Regions from separate parts of the Triticum aestivum genome. Here all the other regions are linked to region 1. The links are chromatin contacts, called in public Hi-C maps. All regions are on one chromosome and are shown on one strand. Each heading gives the region's core, a stretch centred on a gene start, on an enhancer-like site or on the middle of the called end of the contact. The rest is flanking DNA. Distances are from core to core; before and after follow the strand shown. Region 1 holds the start of LOC123136988 (protein GRAVITROPIC IN THE LIGHT 1). Region 2 holds the start of LOC123136990. Region 3 has its middle 15 kb from the start of LOC123136986.

Region 1 (4,341 bases), core at 1,246-3,745:
AAAAATAGCTGAAAAGCAACTTTCTTTGCAAGTTATTTACATCCTAATAAGAAAGAGAGATAGATCGTCCAAAATAAACTACAGCAAGCTTTGGGCATCTGAACCAGAGATTCTATAACCACACACCCATATTCTGAACCTTGAACAACATATGTTACACAAAATGACCTCCACAACAAGTCCTCAACCCATCACAAACAGTACAAGATTTGAGTATTCTAGCAGGACAGCTAACAATAACCCAACAACCAGTCGATCTCCCAAGATGAAAGGTATGAACTGCACTTTACTCATTAGGGTGCCATGAGAAGATTCATTTCAAGGCATATGGTCCATGTAACTGAAAGTACAAGAAACTACAAAGCAGGCAGCCTATATGGGTCAAACCAATGTCATCTTTAGATACCAATCATAATCATAATCAACTCCCTGCCTCTTTACAGGTCGCTGATCCAGATTAAAAAGCTTAACCATCACATATCCTACACTGATGATGATGGTGTTGATTGCCCTCTAATCAAACCATGTGCAGCCCAATTATACATTGCTTTCCTCCCAAGTATTGACTATAGCAGGCCCAAATTTTATTAATCTTAATATAAATGCATAGAGAAAGTCTATTTTCTAAACTATACTTGAATTTTCCCTTCATGTACCAACCGTCTACTATAAACTCCATGCCATAAATGTCAAATTCAGCAAAGCCCACAGGGAACAAAGTCATAAAACATGTAACATTCAACTATATGACAAGCATGTTGGGCGTCTAAAGCTTCTCCGGAAGTGGCTTCTGGCTGGCTCCCAGAGAAGTGGCTGAACTGGCTTTTAGTGATGCTTGCTGTATGAGCTGTAATTAAAGTTTAAAATGTCTGGAATACCACTGAAGAAAAAGCTATCATGTTTGTTGTCTGACTTAGGGACAGTTTGATCTGTGTTGCCTTAATATGAATCGTTAAGTTGACTTGGAAATGGGAGTCGATGTTGACAATATTAGGTATTGGTAATTAAGAGTTTCTTGATGCCTTGCAATTAATTTTTATTGGGATTCCATGTAGACATGCATTGCTCCAGATGAGCTCTAGATAATTAGTGGGATTCGTATATGATAGGCTACTATGAGATCCATGCGTTGTCTGGCTTGATAGCGCGAGACAGGTATGTTTGGATAATCATACCCAGCTCAGTTGAGAACCCACTTGTCACACACCATCGTACTCCACTCATCCACTCTCCTCTCCTCCATCACAATTTCACATGTATGTTCCTGTTCACTGGGAATCCACTAAGCCTCGATTTGGCTAGTGGACTGGTTCCCACTTCCCCAACCAAACTCTTCCTTTTACCACCTCGCGGATCTCCTGTCTGTTTCAAACCAGGCGGTTATGGCTTCAGCACTCCAGCAGCTGGGGCCGTCAGAATTGAAGCCGACAACCTCAGCTTCCCTGCAATTTACCTTCTCGCTGCAATCCGCTCTTCCCAGACAAATTCGACCCCTGCCCCTGGCCGCATAGGGCCTTCCATAAATTTTCTTTGCTCCACCAAATGTCGGTTGCATAGCCCTAATCCTACGGTTTCCATTACCATGAAACCCGGGCACCACAAGGTCTACAACTTTCTTACAAGACCAAAAAACTAAAACACTAAAAAAGAATGCAGAAAGTAAAAGCCCTAAACCTATGGTTACAGGTGAGTACCAGAAGGAAGATAGCCACTTGTTCCTCAACAGAGACATGTAGGCTGTCCCGCAACAATTGTCACCCTCAGCTGATTAGAGAAATTCGTGCCATCATAGTGATAGATATATCTCAAGTTTGATTGAGTAGCTATATCACATGGGTGTTTCTTAGGATGAACATCATGAACCCACACATTACAACAACTAGGATGACTGCTCTCTCAGCTGGTTATCCTTTCCTTAAACAATAAACCATCGAGAAAACGAAAACCTAGATCATGCTACGCATTGGTATAAGCAAACAGCGCTGAAGAGAAGCAATAGGCATGTTATGGTTTTCTGTTGGCCTCATAAGTTCATCTTTTCAAAGTTATCTGCAGCGCCTCTCTAACATAACTCGAAAATTTTGCCAGCAAGAAGTGAAACATATCGATTTCAGCAAAGGGAGGGCAACATATAGTGTGCATGAATCTGCTATTGACAGCATAATTGGAAGGATGGTAAATAGCGACAATAGCAGCTAGCCAGCACCCAGCATTTAATCAGGAAACTGGAACGGGGGGGGGGGGGGGGGGGGGGGGCGGACTCCACCTGAATCCGGGAGTGAGGAGTCCGGCGCGGTGATGACGGCAGCTGCTCCAGGGGAGGAGGTGTCCCGGCGATCTGGGCGCGGAGATCCGGCCAGTCGACGCGGCCAGGGAGAGTGGGAGGGATCGAGGGCGGTGGGGACGCGGCCAGGTCTGGCGAGGGGAAAGGAGCGCAGTGTCGAGGAGGCGAACGAGGGTGCTCGCGAGTGAGGCGAAGGCGGCGGATGAGAGGGATCCATAGAAACGGGAAAATGGGGATAGTGGTACCCTGTACATAAACTACTAGTAGAGTGTCCGTGCGTTGCCATAGGCTCTTGAATTATTTTGCAAGAGTTATATGTTAAATTACAAATGTATAAACACTATAACACACACAATTATTAAATAATTGAAGTCCATTCGTGCAATGTAAATTGATAACAAAAAGAAAGATTAACGATATGTCCATGTAACAGACTAAGCGATGTTCCAACTAAACATCTATTACAAAACCATCCATATCTAGATGATGCACTTAAGAAATTCTTTCACGATATCAAGAAAGTTGTCTTTAGCTTCATTCCCACGATGATTTAGCAAGTATAATAAAAACCGCTTCCTCAACTCATACCCATCCTGCACAAACAATATGTGTAGTTAGTATGCAAATTTCACGCCGAAGGTCTTAAAACAATACTCACCACGCAAACCGGCTTGACCAATTGATTACCGTTCCACCAGAGCATAAAATAAAAAACAAAATAGCCAGACACATTCCTGTAATTTTTTAAATTAATAGTAAGAATATAGTGATAACAAAAATAAATGTTTTTATTATGAATTCATTACCCATCTATATTTGTTGGAATACCAAACGGAAATAAACGTTGCCATTTAGATATATCAAAATTCCAACCAGGCAACTTTATTTCAAGTGCTTCTTTGAAATCTCTTGCAGAACTTCTTAATTTCAGTGCATGCCTCAAATTTTTATCCTCTAACGATTGTGATGTTTGAATAAGGTCCATAATATATAGACGACGTGCCTCTTTGTCGATGACATACAAGATGTATTGGCCGATGGATGCATAGGAAAGATAAATCTACAACTGGAGCTATTACAAACAACAATAAACTATGATAACAATAGACAAAATACTTTACTTACCATGTTGCACGATGAGATGTTGTCCATCCTAGCCCAGCTATCAAATAATGTCGCCAACGTCTGGATAGTTTCCTTCTCGCAAAACTTCTGACCTCGTGTTGATTCTAGCATCTTGGACTAAGTAAAAGAAGAGATATTGTTGCAAAATGTTGATACTAATGCCCGTGCGTTGCTACAGGCAACAATGTAGGGAAATGAGTCAATAATCATGCTTTAACAATTTCATCAATAAATAAGTGCACAATTTTAGTTGATATATCACAATGTTTTAATTTAGCCTTCACATGAAAGTTCAATATCACAATGTTGTAATTTCTCCTTTACATGAAGGTCCACCGGAAGAGGAATCATGGTCTCCTCCATCTTGTCAGCATTAATTTGTTGAACATCACACTCAATGGGGTAGTGCTCCTTCACCGGAATGTCATATTAGAATTATTTGATGCTATTAGGTAGCCTACGCCTGTATTAAGCAACTTTCTAGCAATGATGATTTATTTCTCATAAAAACAAGTTCTGATAATGTACATGCCATCAATTGTTTAGCTCCCTAGTGTGCTCAACGAGCCTGCGTCATCGTTACTCTCCTACATCTCTGACCCCTGTTGGCCGAACAACCACTGTAGTTGGAGGAGAGTGACCCGGTGCTCCACTTCCATAATCTTTAGAGACTCCAATCTCATTATGGCCCTCGTGAGCCTCCTTCCCGCCTCATTCCTGATCTTGAACCATCCTAGAGATGGATGTGCACATCAAGAACCAGCACTAAACTTATAGACAGGGTGATCTTAGTGGATCCCGCCTCACTCCTGATCTTGAACCATCTAAGAGATGGATGTGCGCACAAAGAACCAACACTAAACTTATAGACGGAGTGAGCTTAATGGCTTGAGGCAGGTGTCAGTAAGGACATGAAGGCATGGTGGTGTGCT
Region 2 (4,167 bases), core at 1,384-3,883, 140 kb before region 1:
GTGAAAATTCAGATTTGACGCCTGATATATGATCCATTAGTTTCAGATATCTACTAATCATATCAGCTCATCATCAAGAATCATTTAAGCACAAACACATCAGATCTTATTAAGTTAGAAGAGAAGAGGCAAACCAGCATCTAGTACCATGGTTGCACTGCAGCTCCAGCTAAAAATGCTCAATCAAACAAAGATGTAATTTCTCAATATCAATATACAAATAATTCTTACCCGTTGTTGGATGTTCTCCCTATTTTTCAAACCCTCTTCTATCTTTCCATTCGCTTCAACTTCTGAAATCTTCATGTTGCACAAGTAAAATACAGATACACCTTCAATCCGATCTGATTGCCATAAGAAAAAAACTAAGTAAATAAGAAATGATAATCACATTCCAAACTTATTAACCACATGTGTCACATATGAAGAAATCATATAGGAAATGCATAGTGCATAAAGTGCATGTGTGCTACCACAGAATAGCTTGTTTCATGAATAACTACCCAAAAGAACTATTCAATTTTGTGGAATATTAGCATATTTTTCAGATAGCGTTTGAATAAATCTAAAAGAAAGAATATAACATAGAAGATGCAACTCAATATTTTCTGTGGTTAGAATTTAGAGCAAAAAAATATACCATTCAGTTATTATGATGCAAAGGAAATATGAAATTATGAAAAAAGAGGAGCACTAAGGAGATAGTACAAGACGGTCTTCTTCACTAAAACAAACGGCTATAATTTCTTGTTTATTGCCATCTGAGGTTAAAACATATGTCATCTAAGAAAGAAAAACATCTAAGAAAAAACGCAAAAAATCTAAGAAAGAAAAAAAGGATACTAATTGCACATGAATCAACAGCCTTAGCTTCCACGATCTTGCTCAACAACCCAAAATTACTAAATCCCATCAAAAACTACATGTTGAACTGTTCCAAAGCACCATTAATCAGAACATGTACAAAGAAACAAAGGAGTGATCAACAGCCAAAAATAGGCTAAATTACGAACCTGAGAATCAGGTCATGGGGTTCAAGGGGAAACTCCTTCGCGCCCTCCTGGCAGGAGTTGAGCACGACCGTGGACTCACCAGGGTCGTCGAAGCTGCAGAACCTGCTGCTGCTGCTGCTGCTTGACATCATGCTGCTGTCCCTTGCAAAGTATTATTCTGAACACTCTGCGAAACGCCCGTCTGAATTTCCATGATGGCATGAAACTAAATGTAAGTAATATTGCTCTAGGAAATACATGAGTACTCCAAGAGTGCTATGTTCATCTGATGGATTGTGCGTGTGCCAAGAGCCAGGCCAAGATGCACATTTAGTATGCATAGGACCCAGATTTGTCACAGGGTGACAAAGACTGCAAGCTGCATATATATATTACATTGTTCTGTCCGAAGATTGGAGTCAAGACCTGGATCAAAATTACATTGTCATATTTTTCTCTAACTGAAGGTAGATCAAGTACACTACTTGCTACTCCCTCCGTTCCAAAATAGATGACTCAACTTTGTACTAACTTTAACACAAAGTTGGATCATCTATTTTGAAATGGAGGGAGTACCATAGAAAATTCAAAAGGGGGAATCAAGCAGAGGAGAGGGAGCCATGCAACCTTGATGGAGGATGAGGTCGGCCTCTCTGCGTGGCCTTGCGCAGCTAGAGCAGGTGATGGTCTCCTCATCCTCGCACAGCTCTATCAAGGCCATCGGGGGAACTCGGTCCTGTCCGGACCAGATCTAATGAAAGCGGGAGGGTGCAGCCTTGGGGATCAGCCGGGAGTGGGGAAGGGGTAAGGAGGGCACTGGTGGGGGGGAGAGACAGGAGCCATGGCAGGGGGCCGAAGAGGTCGCCGCACCTTGTGCCATTGGCCATGGAGGGGGAGGGCGGGGGAGAAGGACCACCCTGATCCAAGCCCGCAACCGCCGCCTTGGGAGAGCCAAGGCTCGATCCGGCGGAACCAGCCCGCACCGAGCCCCGCCGCCTCAACAGGAGCTCGTCTCCCTACCCGCCGGCCGGTCACCAGAGCCGCCACCGCCCGCGACCGCCTTCCTCGCCTTGTGCCCCTTCTCCTTCTCCTTTCTTCCTCTCTTTCCTCTCTCCCTTACGCCCTGTCTCTCCCTTTCCCTGGATCAGCAGGATGTCGTCGCCATCGGAGCAAGACGCTGCACCCGCCGCCAGATCGGCGCGACACCGGATCGAGCGTCGCGCGGGGTGGGGTGCCTCCTGGCGGCTGGGATCGGGAGGCCAGGGAGAGAGAGGCGTTGGATGGTGGAGGGGTGGATTGAACAGAGGAGGCTGCGGTCGGTGGAGGCGCGGGATCGAGTGGCTCCACGGTGCTTCCCTCGCCGCGAGCCCTCGCCTTACCGCCGCCAACGTCCGTGCCGGCGCCAGAGACCGTGACCACAGTGATGGAGAGGATGGCGAGGCCGGCGGAGTTGAGTCCTTAGGGGCGAGATCGATGTCGGTGAGGCGTCGTGCGGAGGGGGCGGCGGGGAGGCCGAGGAGGTGACGGGCGGCGGCGGAGCAAGAGATGGGGGCAGCGCCGCATCGGGAGGAGAGGAGAAGAGAGCGGTCGCACGAGGGGTGGATCGAGAGGATGGTTTTTTTCGTGCGAGGGAGGCTAAGGCGTCGTCATAGTTGTCCTGGTTAACCTACGAAATTTCGTAGATTTTTTTAGGATGAAAAAAACCCAGCAAAGGTGAGACGAAAATTGACCGGCGGAGACTACCAACTGCTCCATTAGGAGTAGAGATCATAGGTTGTGCACAAGTGTCATACCCGCCTATTGAGCAATCGTGTTAGCGTCTCTCTTGAGTTGTGCAACACGAGCATTTTTCGTGGATTCCACATTTTATGCTCATTCCTTGGTTGCACGACCCCATTTATCTATCCGTGTGTGCGTTTTCGTGTGCCATTCATTGCTATTGGTCTACTTATTTGACTTGCGAATTTTTGAATCTCTTTCAACATTGTTGAGTCTTGCTAACATTTTGCATCAAATTTTTGTGCCACTATCCTCACCAAGCTACTCCATAAACTTTACTTGATGGGTGTGAGTGAACAAGTCTGGTACCAGTACCACTATTTTTTCATTTCACACTGAGTGAAACAGGATACATCCTCAACTTTAAGAAAAGGTAACTTGGTATTGTTTATCTTATTTCCTACTCACCTCTACTCGAGTCTTGTGATGGATAGGCAAAGCACACCTCCTTCAGTCTACAACAATGATGAGTTCGATGCCACGAACAACAACTTTGACGCCAAGATGCAAGCTCAAATGGAGGCGATCAAATCCCTCATCAAGTCCTGCAAGCGATCTTCCTCATCTTCTAGAAGACGCTCAAGAGCACATCCTTTCGAGCTACCATCTCGGGCAAGATCACATCGGCATCGACACCATCACCAACAAGAATGTGAAGGTCAAGAACTCAACACCAACCACCGCTTTATGGCTTCACCATCTTCCTTGGCATCTTCGCCAAGCGACTTCAAGGCATATTCTCCTACAGATATTCGGCATCTTCGCCAACAAGAACCTCAAGGCTATGCTCCAGAGAAGCTCCCCAAGCTCAAGTCCGCGACTTCCACGAGCTACTAAGACCTCGACACCGACCACGAGATTCCTTTCTATGGGACTCTAGAACCCGAGGAGTATCTCGACTGGGAGCGATTGATGGATGACTACCTCAAGCTACATCAAGTTCACCCCGAAGATCAAGTGAAGTGCGCCACAAGGAACTTCCATGACTACTCGTGCACATGGTGGCTTCACACGCCTTCGGAGAGCTACGGCATGAGTTGGCCCAAAACAAAGAGAGCTATGCGGTGAGAGTTCATGCCTCCAACCTACACGGAACAACTTCTACGCCAATTGGAGAACTCCACCCAAGGATCCAAATCCATCGACGCGTACTTCAAGGAGATGAAGAATGCCTTGCGACGAGCCGGCAATGACGACCCCATTTTGATGAAGTTCCATTTCATGATGGGATTGAACAACGACATTTCCAAGACTATCTTCCTCAAAAACTACAAGTCCCTCGACGACAACTACATTGGTGCTCTCAAGGCGGAACAATAACTCATGAAGACCAAGGCTTATCCACCCCAAGCTCACTTCGCGACGACCAAGCTCCATGAGAACGAGCATGAGGATA
Region 3 (4,396 bases), core at 1,854-4,353, 150 kb after region 1:
GATTAGCATGCATGTCATGCAGCCTTTATTAGCGTGAGTTTTGTGGCAGCTATGATTACGGGCATTAATTAACATAGGAAAGGAAACGAACCGCACGCGATTACTGGTGAGAATTACACGTACTCCCTCCGTCTAGGTGAGTAAGGCCATGCTTGGATCCAAGAGACTATTTTTAATCTGACTAAAATTAGTCTCTTTTAGAGGCTAAAGTTCCAATCACCCCTGACTAAAGAAAGGCTAGAACTAATCTTGAGACTAAAAAATTTTAGTCAAGGAAACCCTACTAAAATGTGGATTAGTCCTCTCTCTTCTCATTTAACTCCTCTCCTTTAACACATGCGAGTTCGGGATTGGAGTGTTTGAAGGATAATAAATGCTCATTAACTCATTTTAGTCTATTTAGTATTTGTATCCAAGCATGGGTGAGGCTAGCAAGTTTTAGTCCCACTACTTTTAGTCGTGGGACTAAAACGTATCCAAGCACCCTCTAAGTCATCTTAGGTTGTGCACCGTGACCAAGGAGGAGGGGAAAACAAGAGACCTTAATGTTTATATGCTAATTAATAGCATTGCATGCAATGAACTAATCACTGCATGTCGTGTTTGGTAGTCTCAAGTAATTAAAAGCATGCACACCCATCGTCTCTTATTGGTTGATATGTGAAGAAACAAGAAACGAGGTAGAAATTAATGCACCGCGCCTAAGTATTTTGGGATTATTTGGTTTTCATAAGATGACTTACACACCTAGATGGAGGAAGTATTTAGTTCCCATGCGACGAAGCCTTGGTCCTAGAGTTTTGGTCATTGTGCCCAATATGCCCAGGCGGGGAGAGTATGAACGACGACCTATTTGAACTTTTTTGGAATTTTGAACGTAACTATTTTAAAGGCGAACATTGTTTAAAATTTGAATAACATATGAAAAGGCAAACAATTTTTTGAAAGTCGAACACATTTTGAAACTCTGAACAAATTTTGAAAAATGGGAAAACTGAATTCCAAACAATTTTAAAACTCTGAACTTTTTGAAAACGAGACCATTTTTCGAATTCTTCAAACTTCTTGGAAAATGTGAATAGATAAATAAATATGTTGAACATTTTTGAACTTTACAGTCTTGGAAAAGAAAAAAGAAATGGAAAAAAGAAAAAATTAATTCATGAACATTTTCCCAAACCGGTAAAACCGACCTGGAACCATCTTTCAAAAAACGGCATCTCAGAGGCAACGAACAGATTAAAATGGGCAGACCCATGTTCACTCATATCGACCTGGTATGTGCGAAACAACAAACTATTTTTTTGACATTTTTAAAATGACCTCAACTCTCGTGAACAGGTCGGCATGACCTTGTTAGGCTTCCATGCCATGTTTGAACGATTTTCGACGCCGTATGCAAGTTGCGATAGGTCCGATCATTTATGAGCATTTTTTATCAAGAAAACTACAGAAAAGGCAAAACTTGTCGAAAACCCAAACGACTTGACATGATGTCTCAAATTAGTGATACAAGGTCATGAAAAAATCTTGAGTTCATTCGAAGGTTGTCAAGAAACTACGTGCTCTCAGACGGTGCCTTCTGGCAGGACACCCTCCACTAAATATGGTCTAATTTTGGACATTCTTGAAATAACTCTAACTTTTGTAAGTAGGTGAGAATGCCCATTGTAGGCATCTATGCCATGTTTGAACGAATTTCAACACCGTATGCAAGTTGCAACACATCCAACCATTTATCAGTCTTTTTTGACCGAGAAAACTTTAGAAAATGCAATACTTGTTGGAAACCCAAACAGCTTGGCATGGTGCCTTGAATTGGTCATACAAGTCCATGAGCGGAATTCGAGCCATTTCAACGATGTTGAGAAACAACGTGCTCTCAAACAGAACCTTTTTGCCTACGCGGGCACCCTCCGTTGAACATATGGCCTAATTTTTGTCATTCATGAAATGACCTCGAATTTTGCACGAAGGTGGGCATTGCCCATGGTAGGCATCCATGCCAGATTTGAGCGAGTTTCGACATAGTATGCAAGTCACGACATGTCTGTCCATTTATTGACCTTTTTTGTTACGGCAAATCGTCAGACAATCGCACACACGATTGTAGAATGGGCGGGCCCATCTCAGCGTTCGAGCCACCGGTATTGCAAATCTTCTGGAAGGTTACTAGCCAGTTTGACGACTACTAGAAAGTTCCTAAACCATTTTTCCTGATTTTTCTCAGTTTTGGTTTTGTTTTTATTTTCTATTTTTTGTTTCTTTTTGTTCTGTTTCTTTTAGAAAAATTCATAATTTTTTTAAAAAAATCAACATATTAAAAAATTGTTCACTTTTTTTTTTCAAAAGATGATCACAAATTCTAATTTTCGTCATGTTTTCAAGAATCCTTCACGTTTGATAACATGTTCAGATTTTTTAATTTGTGCATGTTTTCCAAAAAACGGAGTTTCAAAATTTTCTTTACGGTTTAAACATTGTTCACAATTTAAAAAAAATGAATTTGAAAATTTGTTTGTGTTCTGTAAATAGCTTAGAGTTTTAAAAGTTGCTCGTGTTTTTTTTTTCGAATTTCAATTTTTATTCTCATTTTAGAATGTGTTCGGAATTTCAAAATGTGTTCCAATTTTTTAAAATTTTATTTGAGTTTTCAAGAAATTGTTCTCATTTTAAGTATTTTTCATAGATTCAAATAATGTTTCAATATTAAAAAAACTTTGATTTCAAAAACAATTAGCGTATTACAAAAAGTTTGTGGATTTCAAAAAATGATCGTGTTTCCAAATTTTGTTTTATAATATTGTTCACAGAATTTGAAGAAATATTCGGCATTTAAAAGATGGTCACAATTTTCAGATATTTCAAAGTTCTGTAAACACTGTTTCAATTGTGCCGCTTCTGTGTGTTAATAAAATACCCGCGTTGGCTTAAAACACAAAGCAGTTAATAGGTCGACTGGCTAGCAGCACACCTTAGACGGTGTAATGTCACGTGTTCGAATCTTGCCATGGCATTTATTCTTTTTGGTGACTCTATATGCTCTATTCCGGTTCCTGTTGGTGGGCCGGCCCAGCAGCGGGCGTGCTGCTCTATATGGTCCCTGTTAGTGGGCTGGGCCAGTAGCGGGTCCTCTTCCCAATCGTACGGCATATACTTCTAGGTGGCTGACGCACATACATACGGAAGTTGTGAAATGTCCAGATTACCCTTTATACGTTTTGTGAGGGGGGTTGTACCGAAGCGGATTTCTCAAGGACCTTGTGTGGTGACCTCTGGTGATGGATGAAAATAGAGGCAAAACATAGTTGAAAACTTGAGGCTGCTTTTACAACTTGTTATTTTTTGTATGTTACATACAGGCATTGCCTTGAGTTTCCTTTATATGCTCCTCTTTTCCTACATGCTAAAGTCCGTGACTATGTTGGCCTCTTCATCGCCTGCTGCAACGCAATCCATGTTCATATCATCTGAGTCCGGATATGAGCAGAGCAAAGGCAGCAGTGCCTTTTTTCCAAGGCTCGGAAGGCAGCTCTCCTGTCTGTCTCTCTGTATGTACATGCTTGACTTTCCAGATTACAACCATGGAAGATTCATTCTTATGGCGACGATACATCATCATTGTTGAAACTGTGTGAAGTGGCGCTCGAGTAGCTCGTGTTGCTGACCTGGGCAGCTTCATACTCCTGTCCAAGAGTCCGCAGCCTGTTCAACTCTGGCAAGATTTCTTTTCCGAGATCTGGCCGGTCCTTCTTCCGTACCTCCGCACATTTCAAAGCCAGCTGCGTGAACGCCAGGGCCTCTTCCACTGGCCAGTCTGTCACCGTCGGGTCGAGTACCTCCTGGAAGGCTCCTTTCTCTATGGCATGCTCGACTTGGTGCGTGAGGCCCATGGGGGACCTGGTTGTGATGATCTGGAGCAGCAGGATGCCGAACGAGTATATGTCGGATTTGGTGGTCAGCATGCCCGTCTGCTGGTACTCAGGGTCGATGTAGCAGAATGTGCCGGCTGTGGACGTCATCCTGTACTGTGTGACTTCAGCTATGGACTGTGGCACCAGCCTCGCGAGGCCGACGTCGCTGATCTTGCTGACGAAGTTGTGGTCGAGGAGGATGTTGCCGGGCTTCAGGTCTCGGTGGACAAGTGGTTCTGGCTTCGCCTGGTGGAGGAAGAGAAGGCCGGTAGCGATATCTGCGGCGATCCTGAAGCGGATGCTCCATGGGATTGGTTTGGTGTTGCCTCTTCTGCAGAGCCGGTCCTCTAGGCTTCCGTAGTCCATGTACTCGTACACCAGACAGCCATACTCCGGGCATGCTCCGAGCAGCAGGACCATGTTTGGATGCCGCATGCTGCTAAGTATTTCAATCTGCAAAGCATTGATAAGCATGCGATACA

The links. A called contact is a pair of places that touch in the nucleus more often than the background predicts.
Region 2: a contact with region 1 is called in a Hi-C map of leaf, with 6 times the contacts expected there. The contact joins the promoter of LOC123136990 here to the promoter of LOC123136988 in region 1. A contact is called at or near these places in 2 of 5 Hi-C or Micro-C datasets (both in leaf).
Region 3: a contact with region 1 is called in a Hi-C map of leaf, with 4 times the contacts expected there. The contact joins the enhancer-like site here to the promoter of LOC123136988 in region 1. A contact is called at or near these places in 2 of 5 Hi-C or Micro-C datasets (both in leaf).

Annotation. Positions count from the first base shown.
Region 1 is chr6B:294,902,680-294,907,020 of IWGSC CS RefSeq v2.1, reverse strand. It overlaps LOC123136988 (protein GRAVITROPIC IN THE LIGHT 1), which reads right to left and starts at 2,495. Exons shown (of 2, transcript XM_044556515.1): 1 at 2,267-2,495.
Region 2 is chr6B:295,047,098-295,051,264 of IWGSC CS RefSeq v2.1, reverse strand. It overlaps LOC123136990, which reads right to left and starts at 2,633. Exons shown (of 17, transcript XR_006467617.1): 1 at 1,620-2,633; 2 at 1,014-1,418; 3 at 1-344.
Region 3 is chr6B:294,749,453-294,753,848 of IWGSC CS RefSeq v2.1, reverse strand. It overlaps the pseudogene LOC123136984. Among protein-coding and RNA genes, the nearest start is that of LOC123136986, 15 kb to the left of the region's middle. Within about 2 kb of position 3,103, at least 6 of the 8 cell types and tissues checked have an H3K27ac peak or open chromatin away from gene starts, as enhancers often do. A contact at or near this core is called in leaf, where this site is marked.